Linked DNA regions of Mus musculus: region 2 is linked to region 1. The links are chromatin contacts, called in public Hi-C maps. All regions are on one chromosome and are shown on one strand. The core of a region is the stretch at or near the end of the contact, and the rest is flanking DNA. Distances in the headings are between cores, read along the strand shown.

The links. A called contact is a pair of places that touch in the nucleus more often than the background predicts.
Region 2: a contact with region 1 is called in a Hi-C map of bone marrow-derived macrophages, with 40 read pairs. The contact joins two enhancer-like sites. A contact is called at or near these places in 1 of 15 datasets of contacts at CTCF or cohesin (pro-B cells), 11 of 484 Hi-C or Micro-C datasets (CD4 T cells, CD8 T cells, Sertoli cells and 7 more), 2 of 115 datasets of contacts at active chromatin or transcription factors (cardiomyocytes and embryonic stem cells) and 3 of 9 other capture datasets (adipose tissue, liver and pancreatic islet).

Annotation. Positions count from the first base shown.
Region 1 is chr4:137,965,129-137,971,547 of GRCm38.p6, reverse strand. It overlaps Ece1 (endothelin converting enzyme 1), which reads right to left. Exons shown (of 19, transcript NM_001369179.1): 19 at 6,320-6,419. Among named protein-coding and RNA genes, the nearest start is that of Eif4g3, 25 kb to the left of the region's middle. Within about 2 kb of position 3,182, at least 7 of the 459 cell types and tissues checked have an H3K27ac peak or open chromatin away from gene starts, as enhancers often do. A contact at or near this core is called in bone marrow-derived macrophages, where this site is marked.
Region 2 is chr4:138,012,023-138,018,441 of GRCm38.p6, reverse strand. All of the region lies in intron 2 of Eif4g3 (eukaryotic translation initiation factor 4 gamma, 3), which reads right to left. Among named protein-coding and RNA genes, the nearest start is that of Eif4g3, 22 kb to the right of the region's middle. Within about 2 kb of position 3,816, at least 17 of the 459 cell types and tissues checked have an H3K27ac peak or open chromatin away from gene starts, as enhancers often do. A contact at or near this core is called in bone marrow-derived macrophages, where this site is marked.

The DNA of each region.
Region 1 (6,419 bases), core at 1,933-4,432:
GATTTGATGCCCTCTTCTGGTGTGTCTGAAGACAGTGACAGTGTACTCAAATAAATAATTCCAAAAATTAATAAATAGCCCAGTCTATGGTGTCCAGTTGCAACAACAATAAAGAGAGAACAATGTGCAGAGCCAGAGCTCAGGACATGGGTTCAAATCTCAGCTTTGTCCCTGCCTACCTATCTGGCCCCTCTTCTTCACATCCCAGGTCCCCATTGAGAACAACAATATCCATCTCACAGTACTGACAGGCTTCACTCTGGGACCAGACCTACTGCCAGCGCTCGGGAATAGCAGTTTCCCTCCTCACCTCTGGCTAGCACTCACCCCCTTCCCCAAGCCGCCACTGCACGCCACATTCAAAGTGGCCAGTGTGGCTATTATTTCTGAGAATACAACCCTTGGCTGTCTTGTGTCTTTTCAGTCCCATCTTCCTCCAACCCGCAGCACTTCAAAGGAGGGAAAGCCCAAGTGTCGTGCCACTGGATTGGCAAATGTCCCAGAGGATCTTGTCCGCCAGCCACTGAGCTCCACACTCAGCCCCCATTCACTCACGTCTGACAAGGTCAATGAGGAAAATACACAGCGCAGATCAAAGGGGCTGTCAAAAGCTCTCGGGGTGGGGGGGTGGGAGGGCACTCTCCCGGCAGGATTTCACGTCACACAAAAGTGCATGCAGGGGGTGCTCCATAAAAGCTCCCCCACTCACATGCCCAGAGATACCAAAAGCTGGTTCCCATGACAACGCCGCTGCCAATGTTATATATAAATGTGTGTCTGTCTGTGTGTGTGTGTGTGTGTGTGTGTGTGTGTACATAGCCACCCAGAGATGCACAGAAATAAACTCTTGGCATAAGTTCCCCCTATTCTAAATGTGAAATAACCTGCAAGGATTGATGACTGGAGGGAAAGAAGAAGGTGGCTTTTGAATAAACAGGCTCGCCTCCCTGGGACTGACACCTGCTTTGCTGTATGTCTGGCTTGTTTCCTGCACCTGGAATAAAGCGATACATCACTGTTGAAAGAATGAATAAATGATGGATAAAGAAGAAAAAGAAAGCCCTGTGTCGTCGTGGGGCAAGCCTTTAATCCTGGCACTAGGGAGGCAGAGGCAGGCGGATTTCTGAGTTCGAGGCCAGCCTGGTCTACAGATCGAATTCCAGGACAATCAGGGCTGCACAGAGAAACCTTGTCTCAAAGAGAGACAGAAACAGAGAGAGAGAGAGAGAGAGAGAGAGAGAGAGAGAGAGAGAGGCATCCTGCCAGTCCGGGCTAGAAAGAGTTCCTGCTGGTGTCTAGTCACATCTAACCTGCTTTTTGCTGGTGGTGGGGTTTTGTTTTTGTTTTTGTTTTTGTTTTTTGTTTTCTGATGAAAGAGCTGAAGCTTGTGAGGAGGAGGAAATTGCTAGGTGTGGAAACATCTGTAATCCCAGCACTAATTGGGTAGGGACCTGAGGCAGGAGGATTGTGAGTTCAAGGCCTGCTTATGCTAAATAGGGAAATCAAGGGACACATAATGAGCTGTGTGTGTGTGTGTGTGTGTGTGTGATTTTCTGTATAGCCCTGTCTGTCCTGGAACTCACTCTGTAGACCAGGCTGGACCCAAACTCAGAAATCCACCTGACTCTGCCTCCCAAGGGCTGGGACTAAAGGTGGGCACCACCACTGCCTGGCAAGAGGTTCTATTTTTAAAATGGGGGCTATAAGTGGTGTCTGGCACCTGCCTTTAATCCCAGCCCTCGGGAGGCAGAGGCAGGTGGATCTCTGAGTTCCAGGCCAGCCTAGTCTACAAAGTGAGTTCCAGATCAACCAGGGCTACACAGAGAAACCCTGTCTTGAAAAAAACAAGCAAACAAACAAAAAACACCCCCCCCCAAAAAAAGAAAAGAAAACAGGCTGCACAAGCCATGCAGAGCAAGCCAGTGAGCAGCATCCTTCCACGGCCTCTGCATCAGCTCCTGCCTCCAGGCTCCTCCCTGCTTCAGTGCCAGTCCTGACTTCCTTCATTGATGAGCAGTGATGTGAAAGCATAAACCAAAAAAGCCCTTGCCTCCCCAGTCGCTTTGGTCAAAGTGTTACATCACAGCAATAGTAACCCTAAGAAACAGACAACCAAGAAAATAGATAAAATCAAGGTGGTATAATACATAAACATTTTAAATGAATTCATTTTAAATGAATATAAATATTTAAACATTTAATATATTGTTTATTATGTTATACATATATTTATATGTACAATATATGTATATCTATATATACATATATATATACACACACATATATATGTCTACTACTCAGTAGGTGGAGTCAGGAGAATCAGAAATTCAAGACCATTCTTGGTTACATATTAAGTTCAAGGCTAGCTTGGGATATATGAGACCCTGACTCAAAAAACGAAACAAAATAAAAAAAAAATAAGTAAAAAGCCATTATGGTGTTGCCTGCCATCTGAGCACTGGAAAGGTAGAAACAGAAAGGTCACCACAAAATTGAGGGCAGTCTGGGCTATATAGTGAGTTCCAGGGCAGCCTGGACTACATAGAGAGAGCCCAGGAGCCTGAGGAGGAAGAACATGTGCTCTTATTTTTTTAAAAAGATTTATTTATTTATTATATGTAAGTACACTGTAGCTGTCTTCAGACACACCAGAAGAGGGCATCAGATCTCATGGCAGATGGTTGTGAGCCACCATGTGGTTGCTGGGGTTTGAACTCAGGACCTTTGGAAAAGCTGTCAGTGCTCTTAACCGTTTTTTTTTTTTTTTTGCTTTTTGTTTTAATCTATCTATCTATCTATCTATCTATCTATCTATCTATCTATCTATCTATCTATCTATCTATCTATCTATCTATCTATCTATCTATCTATTTGAGACAGGGTTTCTCTGTGTAGCTCTGGCTATCCTGGAACTCACTTTGTAGAGCAGGCTGGCCTCAAACTCAGAAATCCACCTGCCTCTGCCTCCCAAGTGCTGGGATTAAAGGCGAGCGCCACCACACCCGGCCAGTTCAGGATTTCTTAACGGTCTGTTTGCCTTCTAATGTCTAAGGACTAGGGGGTGGGTCTTGTCAGCCCCAGCAGCTCTCTCACCTGAAGAACTCTGGGCTCTTTGGCCTCAGGAGATCAAGCGACAGGATGTGGATCCAGGGCTGAGTCCCTTGTGTTCTGGTGCCACCTAGTGGTCGTAACGTAACACTGCCATGTGAAACTGCTTGAGCCAGCCCACGCCCTTTGTAGAACCAGGGATGTACCCAGGTTCTGGGCAAATACATGGAAATGATGGGAGCCTAGGCATGGGCTCCTTGATACCCCAGGTGTGTCATGCTTCCGTACTAGGTCAGCTATGGGTTGTGCCCTATTAGTCTCTGGCTCCGGGACAGAGGCAGATGGATCTCTGGGGCTTGAGGTCAGCCTGGTCTATATAATAAAGTTCCAGGCAGCCATGGCTATATGAGACCTTGCCTCTAAACAAAACGCCTAACACCTCCTTAAAGGCCTATACCACCATGTTTGGTCTTTATTTTGTTTGTTTTTAAGATTTATTTTGTTTTAATTTATGACTCCATGTGAGTGCCTGCGTGCATGTGTGTACCATGTGTAGCTTCTCTCCCAGATACACATTCATCACATGATCAAACTGCACTTCCTTACTTGGTACCACTGTCTCAGGTGTGACATAGTTACCTGTCTTAGGCATCACATGACATGCTCACCTGGGAGGGACAGGGGACACACATTTCAGCATGAGGGTCCTAGGTTCCATCCCCTGCACACCATAAACTCGATGTGGTGGTGCACACCTGTAATCTCCACTCTTGGGAGGTGGAGGCAGGAGGATCAGAAGTTTAGGGTTATCCTCGGCTACACCGAAAGTTCAAGACCAGCCTGGGCTACATGAAATTCCGTCTTAAAGACACAGAACAAAACAAAACAAAAATGAAAATAGTCTTGGGTACTGCTGTGCATCTTCTCATTAACAGCAATCAGCTTAATGCATTCTGCTTAAGATAACAATGTAACCATGGTGGCTGTAACAATGTAACCATGGTGGCTGTAACAGTGTAACCATTGTGGCTGTAACAATGTATCTTGGTGGCTGTAATGCACGACAGGGAGGAGATGCCCTGCACCACACCCATCCACAGACAGTGATGTTGGGATCTGGGTTGTGAGTACAGTGGAATTACAAGCATTTATAGCACGGACCTTTCTGTGCATGGGTAGAACATGTCTCTGCACGGATTCTCATCTTCACTGAAGCACAGTTGTCTTCTGAAGTTATTTGTCCTTGGGCCATTTCTGAAGTGAGGTCTGTGAGGCATTTAAAGACTTCCTTAACTTCTCCTTCCCGGGCTGGAGAGATGGCTCCGTGGTTAAGAGCACTGACTGTTCTTCCAGAGGTCCTGAGTTCAATTCCCAGCAACCACATGGTGGCTCACAACCATCTGCAATGGGGTCCGATGCCCTCTTCTGGTGTCTGAAGACAGCTACAGTGTACTTACATATAATAAATAAATCTTTAAAAACAAACAAACAAAAGACCTTCTCCTTCCCACGGAATGCCTCTGCCTAGCTCTTTGGCTCACACAGTTAAGGATTTCAGATCACTTACATTTTTCCAGTTGTTCTTGACGCAGCTCTGTTCTCTCCACAGTCCTCAGCTGCAAGGGAAAACCCTGAACAGCCAGGCAGGAGGCTCAGGTTTTGCATCGGGAGAGGGGCATTACTGACTTGGCACAGATGGACTGTTTATGAAAAGGAGGGAAGAGAAGAGCAGTGGGGACTCAGGGCGATGAGAACTGTCAGTACTCTTGGTTGCTAGGAAGAGGGTCTGTTAGGAGTACCGTCGTCTGCAGGCCAGGGCCTGGGGGTACAGCAGGAAACTGACAGGAGATGTCCCTTCTTGGGGAAGGGGTGGGCAGTAGCTAGTGTGTGTGCATGGAGTATACACAGAAGTCCATCCTGTGTGTGCATGGGTGTGACGTCACGGAGCCAGGAGAGAGGCCTGGAGCACTAACACCCTCCCTCCCACGACAGCCAGAGGAAGAGCCAACCCTGTCAACACTTGGATCTTGGCCTTTGAACCTTGAGAACAATGAGATAACAGATTTCGGTCATGTTAGGCATCGAGTTTGAGTTTGTGGTGTCTGTCACAGCACTAGCAAACAGACACACCCTAGTCAGAAAGAGACATCTTTGTGGACTAGGAGGCGAGGAAGGGCTTCCTAGAGAAGGTGATGCTGTGTGGGACCTTGAAGGATGGGTAGGAGTTTATGAGGCAGAGATAGATGCCCAGGGAGAACACTGTAAATGGAGACTGTGTAGAAGATAGCCAGAGGAGGTGGGTACCCTGAGAATGCCAGCTACCGCTCACTCAGCTCCCCTTAGGCCCAGGAAATGAAAACACTAGAGACTTAGATTATACCAGCCAGATTTATAATGATAAATCTCCAGCCCCAAAATACCTGTGCAAAGAATACACAACTCAGTTAATATAAATACAAGCTGCATACCTAGATTGGGCAAAAATACCCTACACTGCTCTATTATCCATCTATGAAATCCCTAGCTACTTGTGGCTCCTCCAGACCACGTTGGGTCTGCTCCACCTTCACCCTCTTCTTCCTCCATCTTCTCCCTTCATCCTCCCTCTCTTCTCTCCCTTCTCCTCCTCCTCCTCTCCCTTCTCCTCCTCCTCCTCTCCCTTCTCCTCCTCCTCCTCTCCCTTCTCCTCCTCCTTCTCTCCCTTCTCTAAAACTTTCAGCTGTGCCTTTTCCTTCCATTGCCCAGACACAGGCTCTAGCCTTCTTTGACCAATTAAGATTTCACCTGACATCACCCGAGTGATCTCCTCCTCATTGGGACACCCCTCTTGAGGGCGCAGGAAATACAAATAACAATCCACACCAGGCTTTGTTTTTTGTTTTTGTTTTGTTTTGTTTTTGGAAACTCTAATCAAGCATCTGGGACTGGAAAGTCCTTTGCTCTAAGACAATGGAAACCCGATTTTCTCAGTGTGTGTGTGTGTGTGTGTGTGCGTGTGCGCGCGTGTGCATATGTGAGGGTGCATGTGTGCTCGTGGGTATTTGCATGTGTGTGCGTGGGGGGAGGAGGACACTGTTCTCACCAGCAAGGAGTACGTACAAAGCACCTCCTGGAAGGAATGGCTGGGGGTGGGGGGTGGCACAGGCAGCAATAACCTGTTACTCCTCAGGGTCTTAGACTTCTGAAAGAATTGGTAGCTTTGTGCTGTCCAGGGTCCCTCCCATGATCCAGGACACACATCCTCCAAGGACAGACACACAGACACACTGCTCTTGGTATAAGTACTTTATTTTAATTATAATAGTGCCACACCAAAACTACAGTAGCACAAAACACAATAATACAAAAAAATAAGAGTCCCCAGCTCCAAA
Region 2 (6,419 bases), core at 2,567-5,066, 46 kb before region 1:
TGCCTCCTCAGTGCTGGGATTAAAGGCCACCAGCACTGGCTCCTTTTTTTTTTTTTTTAAATTAGCATTTATCAAGTGTACAAACTACTGGGTTTCACCCTGACATTTTTCACATGAGTGCACTTTGGTCACGGTCACAGAACTGACTGCCATGGGTAACTAAGGAAACAGAAGGCCTGGGCTGGCTCCGGCACTCGTGGCTTCTGCTGCTCACTCAGGCCTTCCTTACACCCAATCCTGAGAACTGTGAGAGCCGTCAGTGTAGCGTGTCCAACTACTACATTCACAGCACAGCAGCAGCTGGGAGCAGCTGGGCCACAGAGCACCTCTCTAGTATGCAAGAGAACCTTCAACAGCACACACACACAAATTATTTCCGGTAAATAATAAAAACATGCTCTGCAGATAAAACCTACTCTGGGATGTCCCTGGGAAGCGAGACCAGCGCAGGCCGTGTGTGGACTGCTCTATCGTTTTGTGCACAGAAATCTTTACTAAGGAAATCTCTAGAATGCTGCTCATCATTCTACACAGCAAAACTGCTGACACCCATAAAGAAAGACATCTTAACCTACACACATGGGCAAAGACATCTGCATACATGCAAACACAGGCACACACATGCAAACACCAAACAAGAGAGAGAGAGAGACAGAGAGAGAGAGAGAGAGAGCCCTTCCTAACTTTTGTTTAAGAGGACAGTGTCTCACTGCCCACGGAGACATACTTTTTCTTCCTGATTGCTAAGCAGCTGATCCCTGTTGTCCTACATCATCCCTGTGACTAGTCACAGACGGAAAGGACAAGAACTCAGGCAAAACCACGCCCATCTACCTGACAGTGTATCCAGTCTGGGGAGTGACCCAGGGGTATGCACACAGAGACTTCAATTCCCAACTCCAACCACATCCACCTCTCACCTGAGGCTTCCTCCTGGGCTGCAAAATTCCTCACTCCAGCTGCACAAGAGCCCTCTTGAATTCTGCCCCACCTGTCACTCACTTCAACCAATTCACCACCTAATCTGCAATCTGCATCGCCCTCAGCACGGCTGCCATCCACCGCCAGGCAGGTACACTTGCTGCCTTCTGCAGCCAACACTGCTGGGTGAACGACAGCAGCTGCTGAGGTTTCGTGCTGCGGCAGAGAAGGGGTGGGTCCCTTGCTGAGGCTATAAATCCCAATACTCTGGCATCTCCTCCTGACTGCAGCATCTGCTATACACTCTCCCTCGAGCAATCCCCATCCCGAAGACAGCAAGGACCCAGGGCACTGTCTCCAGGCATCTCCTGCTGCTTAGTCCCACGAAGCACAGCAGCAGCCAGGTCCCGTAGCAGCCCTTGCTGCAGTAGCAGACATTTTCTGGTTCAGCTCTGCTGCAGCCCCAGCTGGAAGGCAGGACAGCAAGGACAGAAGAGCACAGGACTTTGAAAAGGAAACTCAAACAGACCGTCTGCCCCAAACACTGCACTTACTTGCCCCAACCGTAAAAATACAGGCTTCCTTTACATCACATGTTCGCTAGCTGGCAATGTATCAGCACTAGTATGGCTACCACGGTAAACACAGACAAGTCCTACTGCTTAGGGAGGATGCTCAACGAGCTGGGTTTCTAGTTAACTGGATTAAAACAAGTAGGTTTCCTGCTGCTGTTCTGGGGAAAGAGGTTCACTGCTGGGATCAGATCCTGGCCTTGTCCACACTAAGCAAGCGCTCTAACTGAGCGATGTACCGAGCACTTAAAAACCAACTGAAAAACAAGTTCTACCAGAGAAAGCGGATGCTCCATTCCGTGCCTGCACTGAACCTCCAGGGATGGTATTGTAAGTCTTCTCTATGCTCCTATGTCAACCACATAACTTAACCTGCCTGACAAGCAGACTCTGATTCAGCCAGACTTGAGCTTTATTTCATTTTTCAAAATAAAGTATGTTAATTTTTCTGATTATAAAAGCAGTCTTTGACTGGGCCATGGTGGCACATGCCTTTGATCCCAGCACTCAGGAGGCAGAGGCAGGTGGATGTCTTGAGTTCAAGGACAGCCTGGTCTAAAGAGTGAGTTCCAAAGACAGTCAGGGCTACACAGAGAAAGCCTATCACAAAAAACAAAACAAGCAGGGGAGGATTTTCAATCAGTCAATCTGAAATCAAGTGCTAAACCTATCTTAGAGCATTAAGGACATCAGGAGCTAGAGAGCTGTTGGTGACAGAGCCCTTGTCCAGTTATTATCAGGCCCTCCCTGCAACCTATCAGCAGCACACCACGATGAGTAAGCACGAAGCATTCTTTAACATAATGTTCAGTCTCTGTTATATCATCTACAGAACAAACAATGAAACCCCAGTCATCTGTCCCTCACCTGCCCTGCTGGGGAAGAGAGACTGGCTATTTGCTTTCGTCTCTGCCTGTCACAGGGTTGATCCCCAGCACTTCCCACATGCACACTCACGGTTCAAGCTCAATGCTAGCCAAGGTTACATAGTGAGAACCTATCTCAAAAAGCAAACAAAAAACAAGAAAAGCCCACCACCACCTGACCTCCTTCTGGACCTCTCCAGTCTGAATGATGAAGGAATTAAAATACGCAACTGAGCTTCCCACCACACGCAGGCCTGTGACTGAACCCAAGCAAGCGGCAAAGCAGCAAGTGCAGTTCCCAGCCGGGGAAGCGGGGAAATGGGCTAGCCTAGGCTATAACCCAAAAATAATCTAAGAGAATCTAAGCCATTAAGTGCTAACAAATCTAAATAAGCATCCTTAGGTATCAGGTGAAACCGGGCACCGTGGTGCTCACCTGTCAAGCCCAGCAACAGGGAGAATAAGGATCCCAGTTCGAGGCCAGTCTCGGCTAAAGAGTGAACTCCTGCCTCAAAACCCTCTGAGCACCTGGGGCTGGAGAGGCCGTTAGATGAGTAGAAGCAATGTCTATTCCTCCAGCACGGGGGCGCCCCGTGTCCATGCTGCCCTCCACATGCATTGCATCTGTGTGGTACACTGACAAACAGCACTAACGGAAGTAAAAATAAAAAGCCAAGCAGTGGTGGCACACGCCATTAGTCCCAACACTCAGAGGCAGAGGCAGGAGGATCTCTGAGTTCAAGGGCAGCCTGGTCTACAGACTGAGTTCAGGCTACACAGAGAAAGCCTGTCTTGAACTACAGATAGACAGCAGACAATCTCCAGAGTCGCAGGTAAGCTTACACACAGTATCGCTGCTTCCTAATGTCCTCCTGTTTCCCACTCCTTCCTCGTTAACTGCTTAGTCCTACTTACGTTTTTCTCATACCGTGGTCCCTCTTCACCCCACAGTCCTGAGGTAGTCAGGAGGCATTGATTACCAGTGTGCTGCTCCTGCTCCACGCAGCTTCTGCACTGTTCCAAGAGAATCTAAAACACCCTCCTCCCCAAGCTTCCTAGCTGGAGTCCTGCTTCAGAGGCTCCTTCAGAGACTCGTAAAGCGCTCTCGAGGCCGGGAGCCCTATTCTAACTCAGCTGAGATCTGCGTGAGGAAACTGAATGGAGGATTTCCATCATCTATTCCACCCCGAAGACTCTGGCTCTCTTTCTTCTCAATCCCGACATGAACTAATGCCAGTTGCCATGCGTGGTCGGGCTGGCAGGTGAGTGAGCAGGTGAGGCCACTGAGGAGAAGCGATTTCATTACACTTAGGACACCAGAGAAGCCAGCAAAAGACAACCGCCATTGTTACACTGCTGAACACGCTGTCGGCGTCACGGGCTGGAGACCACCTATGGTCAGCAAGCCCCATTTAAGGGCCAAGAAGCACCAAAGCTTAGCAGGTAGCCTCTCAAAGCCTTAGCAATCTCATCTCTCCAAACACAACTCAGATGGTCACCCAACGAATCTCGGGAGCAGCTCAAAGGGCGGGTTCGTTCTGAAGCTCTGTGGACTACAAAGCAGAAAACTGGACACACAAAACCCAACCTTAAAACAAGAAGCCTGCCTCTAGCTGCAACAGCCTGGGCTCTACAGAGAGCCACATTCTCAGACACAGGAGTGCTCCAGTGACTCACAATGGATGCCAAGGTAATAAGCTACTTACAAAGAGGAACTGAAACCAGGCGGGCGAGATGGGAATCGCTCCTCTTTTCCCGACAGCCACTTTCTGTCATGGAGTACCCTAAACCGCTCGACGAAACCTTCTTGGTCTGCTGTGAATGCCTGCAGTTCAGTTTCACTTCTCAGAGCCAAACGGTCATCTTTAAGAATCCTTGCACTCGGGCTGGTGAGATGGCTCAGTGGGTAAGAGCACCCGACTGCTCTTCCGAAGGTCCAGAGTTCAAATCCCAGCAACCACATGGTGGCTCACAACCATCTGTCAGGAGTGTCTGAAGACAGCTACAGTGTATTTACATATAATAAATAAATAAATCTTTAAAAAAAAATTCCTTGTCGTTATTTTAAAAAAAAAAAAAAAAAAAAAAAAAAAAAAAAAAAAGAATCCTTGCACTCTAAGATTCCCTCTCCAAACCCACTCTTCACTTTGAACAAAATGACTGACAAGTTCCCGCTGATCTCATACACACCGGCTATTTACACATTTGCACCTATCATCTGGTTCATAGAGAGGGTGGGACAGGATGATCACCTGAGAGTTCACTCAAGAGTTCAGGACCAGTCCCCTAGACCATATTTAAATAGAAATTTGCCATCAACCATGAAGCCCAAGCACACCTGAGCATGAGCAACTCCGCTCTTCCTGCAGAAAACCAGTCGTTTCAGCCTCACCTGCCGGCACACATCCCCGCAGTGCTAGGTAAGCAGGGGCAAGCCAACCAAGCCCTGAGGTCAGCCTGGTCTACAGAGGGGTTTCTAAGACACTCAGTGAGACTGTGTCTCAAATGTAAAATAAAACAGCTTGTCAACTAAGGCTGAAGGACAGAGGTACAGCTTGGGGTGAGAGTGCACATCTGGTGTGCAGGATCCAGCTGCCAGGAAACAGCGCTTAACCCTCTCACACAACCAATAATTAATACATTTTAACATGTACTTCTGGGGTGATGGAGAGAGCAGTGGGTAAAGTCTACTGTGCCAGCATGAGGTCCTGAGTTTAGATCCCAAATTCACAGAAAGGCTAGGTGTGGTGGTGTGGGCTGTAACCACAGCTGGGGGGGGGGGGGGGCAGGGGAAGAGGTGGACCCCAGGGTTGCCAGCCAGCTAGTCTGGCCAAAATGGTGAGCTCCAGTCTCAGTAAGAGGGCTTATCTCAAAACTGAGGAGAGGGACTGAGGAGGAGAGCTGATGCTATCCTCTGAGCCCCACAAGCAGCCACACAAGGGAGCATCCCCGCACACGCTCACATGAAGGGAAGAAGGAGAAAGAGGGATGCAGGCCTCATAGTTCTCCCACAGCTTCCTCATCTTCGGTTCCCAAGCCACAGCAGAGTCCGGAGAACCTTCGCCCTTCCCGGCCCCACCACCGTCTGCCACCACAGACTGTCTTCCCACCCTTCCACCTCACACAGCCGTCCCACCTCATTTGCAAACACCTTCCGTTATGTCCACTTACTAAAGGAACTTCAAGTCCAACATTTCCTACACTGAATCTACCTGCACTCTCTCTAAATAAGGGGCTGGCGAGATGGCTCAGTGGTTAAGAGTGCCGACTGCTCTTACGAAGGTTCCGAGTTCAAATCCCAGCATGGTGGCTCACAACCATCTGTAACGAAATCTGATGGCCCTCTTCTGGAGTATCTGAGGACAGCTACAGTGTACTTACATATAATAAATAAATCTTTTAAAAATAAATAAATAAATAAGAACATAATCAAATCCTGCCTTCAAACGCTAGGAGTAGGGACAGGAGCACCAGCTCCGCGGTACAGCACTCATTGACTGACCATGCAGAGGACCTAGGGTCTGTTCCCAGCACCCACACCGTGCTTCACAGACCTTCCTTAACTCCAGGTCCTGGGGACGCAATGCCCTCTTCTGACCTCTGCAGCCATTAGGCAGGCACGAAGTACATACATGACAGCCAAACACTCATACACATAAAAGAAATCTAAACAACAGCAGCAAAAAACCTCCCACCTACTAGGGCAGCAAAGCACAGATTACACAACCAGACGGGCCCCTCGCATGACACCGTCAATGCTCCCACTATTGGGTCTTCTGACCACAGCACTCACCATACACCATTCTCTAACTGCTGAGCAAGACTCTGAAGGCTCGTGACACTTCGCTCGACTGTGGACAGCCTTCCTCTTAACTAAACCCTAGTCCTGTCCTCTAGCTCTCAATGATTTGCAAGGCTCAGCGCTACCAACTCTCCTTGCAGCAAACACCTCAAATGTCTCAACTCTCTTTTGATACACAGGAGGCAGCGTTTGCTTTCGCACCTCCTTAAGCAGTAAGTACAAGCTGTTATTTAAGAGACCCTTTGTTGCCTTTGTTCA